Linked DNA regions of Mus musculus: region 1 is linked to region 2. Evidence: chromatin contacts called from public HiChIP or PLAC-seq data. All regions are on one chromosome and are shown on one strand. The core of a region is the stretch at or near the end of the contact, and the rest is flanking DNA. Distances in the headings are between cores, read along the strand shown. Region 1 holds the start of Dnm3os (dynamin 3, opposite strand). Region 2 overlaps Dnm3 (dynamin 3).

Region 1 (2,855 bases), core at 264-2,763, 160 kb before region 2:
AACTTTCTTTAACGGAGCCACCGCTGATGCTCAATACAAACCTCCCAGCTTACTTAGTGACCCAGATTCTTCTAGTATTTTCTCTTTCAGTATTTCATTCAGCCAGAGGAAGTTTTCTTGCTTCCAGTCTGCCTACCTCCCCCACTCTCCTTCACCTCCAGGACAGCTGGAAACTGACCAAAGAAAACTTTTGCCTTCGTTTACAAATTCCTGTTTTATCAGCATCTTTTTAGACAACGTGCCTTATCATTTCAAAGGCCCAGGACAAGTGAGAGCCTTGTTAAAAAAAAAAAAAAAAAAAAAAAAAAAGATGGGCCAGCAGGCTCAGCTGACCAGCAAGTATCAGCCATTCTTGGATTTTAGAAGAACAATTTCAATGTTATCTAGTGAGCCCACTAAAGACAGAGCGCTATTCCCCTGGCCTGCTAAGTTGCTGAGTCAGTAAGATGTGGGTTTGGCACTTGGGCCCTCATCTCTGGCTAAGTGCGTTTGCATTGTCTGATAGTAAAATAACAAAACAAAAAAGCAAAAAACAAAAGACTAGACTGCTTCTTATCGTTAGGTACTATTATTTCTGGTGTTTCTATTATATAGATAAACAGAAAAGCTCCCTGTTCATACAAGAGTTTTGAAAATTGCATTTTTTTCCTTTAGGGCAAAATGCATTCATTCCTGGAGTGTTAGAGGTTGCATACATAGCTCATCCATGCTCGAGTTTAAGTCTCTGAATTATCAGTTTCAACCATTCAAAACTAAGTCTCGTTCAGTTTTTGCTACTTGTCTGGAGTGAGGTTTTTTTCCCCACCTTTTATTTTGAAGCGGAAGACCCTTACATTTAAGAAAGCATTTGAACGATCAACATTTAGACTTATAAAAAACACACAGAAAATCACAATTTACCATACGACCTTGCTCTTTTGAAAGTTAAGTTCACGGTTATCTGTCCCTTAGCTCAGTGTCTCCAGCGTCTTCACACAGGTGATGGGATCTCTATCTAGTTCCCCAATCACAGACCAGGTACGCAATCCCAGAGGCCTTACCCGCTGGTCTTCCCTGGAGCAGTCCTCTCCCCTGGCAGAGTCCCTGAGGGCTTCTTGGTCCCTAGTTTGCAAAACCTGTGAAGAGAAACACTGGATATGAGATTCAACAAAGGAGCACCCAGCTGTCCTCTCCTTGGAAGCAGCACATTGTGTCCCCAGCCGTCCATGGCGTTGCTGGCCCTTGCCCAGTCTAACCAATGTGCAGACTACTGTACAACGGCATTGTCCTGAACAGGTAGTCTGAACACTGGGGCGACGGAGCAGGATCTCCTGAAGCTTCCATCGGTGTGTGGAAAATCCTGTCCCGGGGCTGGGGAGAGCCTGTCTTCCTGCACCAGGGGCTTGTTCAGCTTCCCCCCTGAACCCTGTCTGCTGCATCGACTGAGACACACTAAAGGGCTGTGATTTCCAGTCTTGACGTGGCACATTTGCAGCAGACTAGGGAACTGGCAATGAATTTAGGACCAGGAAAAGGGGGAGGGCTGGGCTGGAGAGTCCATATATGGGATGATGTCACCCTGGGGAGGTTTGGGTATGCGCTGTGCCGCTGGAGAGACCGCTAGAATCGCCTGCTCTCAGACATGGGTCTGTGCATAAAATGGTACCAGATGTTTTCGTGTAATGTTAAGCAGTCATTTCATCTTCAGGCCAGATTTTTTCCCTCAACTGGGCAGGAAGTGGGGCCCCAGTATGGAAAAGCTGTAAAAAAAAAAAAAAAAGGCAAGATGTACAGTTCTGCTGTGGCCAACCGAAAGTGAGTTGAGAGTAGAAGTACAAATTTGTTGCCTGATCTGGGCTGAAGAAGTAATTTAAAGATAGAAAGATGACAAAGCAGTAAGCAGAAAGTCAAACACTGTTAAGCAGGCAAACTTCGAGGCCTTTTTTTTTTTTTTTAACTTTCCTGCGATACTTTGTTTTCTTGTATTTTACTCCTTAGTGAGGTCAGATAAGTTGGGGCTCCCCCCTTTCTTTTCCTCCTCTTCCCCCTTCTCCCTCCTCCTCCTCCTCCTCCTCCTCCTCCTCCTCCTCCTCCTCCTCCTCCTCCTCCTTTTCTGCTGGACCTGTCAGCAGCTTGCAGGCTGCTCTAGACTTGAGCAGTAATTACAGCAACTTCCTGAAAGTGAAGCCCCCATGAAAAGTCTGGAGAAATGCTCTTTGTCATGGCCTCTCCATGAGTAATTAGTTCCATATGTGGCCTTCCTCGTCTCCCTCCCTCAGCTCTCTTGGCTGGCTCTCTGCATGCCGTTCTATAGCCTTACCTAAGGAAATGTTAAAAAGTTTAGACTTCAAGCACCCACACTGCTGTACCGCTCTTTTCTGAACATTTCCCTCTGGTAGAGCCACACGGTTAAGGACAGCATTGTTTTATCCTGCTGGCTACTCCCAATTCTGTTTGAATACTTTTGTTTTGTTTACATGGTGTTCTGATGATGAGGTTTATCTCTGGTTAAGTAAATCTGTTGAAACTGGCCCAGTGAAGCTTGACCACTTACAAACTCTCAGCTCGCTTGGCCTCTAGTCCTCTGTCCCAGTTGTTAACTGTTTCAAATTATGTAGGCTGTTGAATGTTGTGAACATGAGGTCCCCTAACTTGTTTTCCACTGTATTCTGATTGATATTAGATTTTTGTCTCAAATAAGAGCTTTATCAATTGGCCTTGTAGAGGTCACAATGTGGGAGATTTTCTAAATCTAACTCACAGGATGAAGGGCTATAGTATTTTTGTAAGAATTAGAGCCCGAACAACTTATTTGTACCTGCCTTCTATGACACTTTTGAGATGTACAAATCTATATTGGCTGTTTCAAAATGCTT
Region 2 (2,993 bases), core at 36-2,535:
TTGTTTGTTCTGGTTTCCCTGATTGGTCCCCTGCCTAAGTCCTACTGAGCTGTTCTGTTGAGTTAAGTTTGGCCATTTGTGCTGATAATAGTCACTGACAAAAATGTAGTACTGTATAGATAGCTTCCTGACACTATAATGAAATACCCAAGGCGATTAATCAATAAAGAAAAGAGGTTACAACTTATAGGTTCAAATCCAAGACTTAAGCCTATTGATTTGACCTCTGATTAGATCAACAGAAAATAATGATGGGAACATGTCAAAGAAAATATTCACATAATGAGGGAAGGGAGGAGGGGAGGAAGGAGGGATGGGTGGGTGGACAGAAGAATAAAGGAAGTGAAAAGGGATGGAGGCCTGAGGATTAGAAAAGGGAATCCCTTCAAGGTCCTTCCCTGAGAGCCTTAGAACCTTCCACTGCACCCCATCTCTTAAAGGTCCACAGAACCTGTGGCCCAGAGACCCATGGGCCATGGCACATGGACATTTGGGGGACACTCATCCAAACAAGAGCAAGAGTCCACTGTCAGTCCACAGTCAAATGAAAAACGGTGGGAAATATGTTACCCACCTTTCATTGATTCTGGGATGGTTTCCACGTCACTAACCGGTACACGGAAACATTTCTATGGTTTGCAGTGTACATCTGGAACTAGATGATGATTCGGAGAGTAAAGGTGTTTGGTACCAAGGCTAAGGACTTGAGTTTGATTTCAGCATCCACATAATGAAAGGAGAGAACTGACTCCTGAAAGTAGTCCTCTGGCCTTCACATGCTGTGTGTGCGCACACACACGCGCGCACACGCGCACACACACACGCGCACACACACACACACACATGCACAAATAATTTGAAATAAGCATAAACATGTTACAGAGATGGGGTGTGTTTATCTCTCACTGCTTACTAACCTAGAAGGCAATGTTTCCAACAGAAGCCAGATCCTTTATTTCCTGTTAAAATCTCCTGTTTTATTCCTATCTCCATTTTTTTTAGGAGGAGAAAATATCTAAAAGTAGGTAATTCTTAAAGAAGCCTATAAATACATTTTATCCATTGAGAGAGAAAAAAACAAAAAACAAAACAAAACAAAAAACTCCAGCCCTCTATGGTAATAAAGTAATAAGCTTAGTTTAAAGTGGTCGGTTTTTATCACAAATCAATGCTGCCCACCGCAAGGGAGTGTAGCCAGTAATCTTGGGCAGCCTTTGAAGCCGCATACAGATGCAGACTTTCACCTCTGGGACTAACCGTAAGTTTAATTAACATAAAGTAATCTAAAGGCATGCTGGTTAGACGCCCCGTGCCTGAACAAAGCATTCTAGGCAGGGGCTAGGGATCCCTATTCCTCTTTCCTGAAAACAAGGCTTTCTTTAATCAGTCAGAGAAGATTTTTATTATGCTCAGCCTTTTTTTTTTTCATTGTACAATGTTCTTAGAGACCAAAAAAAAAAACCAGAATTCCAAAAGCTTTTGTTAATTAAAAAGAGCAGAGCCGAAACCGTTACAGATTATGTCAGTTTAGCCCCACATTTTAAAAGCACAGGGCTCCAGATCGCCTTTAAAGTACATGATTTACACCATATTCCAGTAAACCGATGCAGGCGGAGACTTTTCATTCACTCTTGTGTGTCATGTGGAACACGCTAAAAGCTGTTGGTTCTCCCCAGGACAGGGCAGGGAGAATTAACTCCAGCCAGCATTGCTTCTAATATGTGGCTTTGACTTTCAGAGCAATGGAGTGCAGTGGGAATCAGAAAAGCAACTGACTGAGGAAATCCTCAACGCCCTAACAGGAAGCAGGCTTCTTTCCATATTCCTTCCAAGAGTTTTCTTTCACATACAAATCCAAGAAACAAAATCTGGAAAAAAAAATTGTGTGGAAGCCACAGTAGTTCTTACTGTTTGGGAATTACACAGAGAGAATATTTGTGTCACATACAGACACACACACATACATACATACACACAAATGAATTTGATTATGTGATCTGAACAGCTGAAAGAAACAGGCAATACCATCTCCATTTGATTGTACATGCTATATTTACTAAGATACCTTGAAGAAAGCTTAAGAATCCTTGCCCTGTGAGTCACTCTGTGGTGTGTGTGTGTGTGTGTGTGTGTGTGTGTGTGTTTAAATATAGATATTCCTGCATCTGGTCAGTTTGGAACGCAATCATTCCATCCTGTTTTCTCTTCAAGCTTCTTCGCCTTCGTCCGTCTGTCAGTGATCATCACATCTGAGGCCAAATCAATCAGCCTACATGCAGCCGACGTCTTTCCCTTAAACATTCAAGCTTAAGCAATGACCTACATAATTACATTTTCATTGTGCTGGCTAAATACATCTCCTTGGTTTGATAGGGAAACCGTACGCTTTTTTTTACAAGAATCAGTGGTGCTTGCAATGCTTAGGCTAAGCTCCTTTTTACCACTAGGCATGGGAGGGGAGGTGTTTTCCATCTGCATCTTACTGAAGAGGGGCCACAAAGGTGGTCCTCCAAGGTAGCTAGGCACGGTAATTTAAATCCTCACACCTTGACAGATGTCTCCATACGGATATTAACTCCAGTTTCCCTCCATGAAAACGGCCCTATAATTGCAATCATCCATTTTGTGGTAGCACTCCTGCTTTAGACAGCAATTCCGAATCCACTTTCCCAGTGGCTCTAAGAAGCCTGCCACTGCCAACTGAGTGGTCTAGAGTCCTCACTAATTACCAGCTTCCACACGCATTTGATTCCGAGCCCAACTGATGGCGCCAGACACTGAACCACAGGCAGATCTGTAGGCCCTGGATTTGCCAAATGGAATCTATGCAATTTGTTTCCTTTTCTCCGAGTTTTTATGATGAGTCTCAGCTCAGACTGACTAGACTAGAACTGCTTCAAAGTACTAATGGCTGAAGACTTAAATATTGAGGGAAATCATCATGAGAAGTCTATGCCCTATGCATTCGTGTGTGTGTGTGTGTGTGTGTGTGT

The links. HiChIP or PLAC-seq counts read pairs in DNA pulled down with a chosen protein or histone mark.
Region 1: a contact with region 2 is called in an H3K27ac HiChIP or PLAC-seq map of embryonic fibroblasts, with 5 times the contacts expected there. The contact joins the promoter of Dnm3os here to the enhancer-like site in region 2. A contact is called at or near these places in 10 of 39 promoter capture datasets (the 3T3-L1 cell line, the HPC-7 cell line, the SN4741 cell line and 6 more), 8 of 484 Hi-C or Micro-C datasets (the C2C12 cell line, cranial neural crest, embryonic fibroblasts and 4 more) and 10 of 115 datasets of contacts at active chromatin or transcription factors (cardiomyocytes, craniofacial prominence, embryonic fibroblasts and 7 more).

What each region holds. Positions count from the first base shown.
Region 1 is chr1:162,216,281-162,219,135 of GRCm38.p6, reverse strand. It overlaps Dnm3os (dynamin 3, opposite strand), which reads right to left and starts at 1,513. Exons shown (of 1, transcript NR_002870.2): 1 at 1-1,513. The region is part of intron 14 of Dnm3 (dynamin 3); the gene reads left to right. It overlaps Mir199a-2 (microRNA 199a-2), which reads right to left and starts at 1,322; the gene lies at 1,213-1,322.
Region 2 is chr1:162,052,078-162,055,070 of GRCm38.p6, reverse strand. All of the region lies in intron 17 of Dnm3 (dynamin 3), which reads left to right. Among named protein-coding and RNA genes, the nearest start is that of 2810442N19Rik, 49 kb to the right of the region's middle. Within about 2 kb of position 1,285, at least 37 of the 459 cell types and tissues checked have an H3K27ac peak or open chromatin away from gene starts, as enhancers often do. A contact at or near this core is called in embryonic fibroblasts, embryonic limb bud, palatal mesenchyme and 1 more, where this site is marked.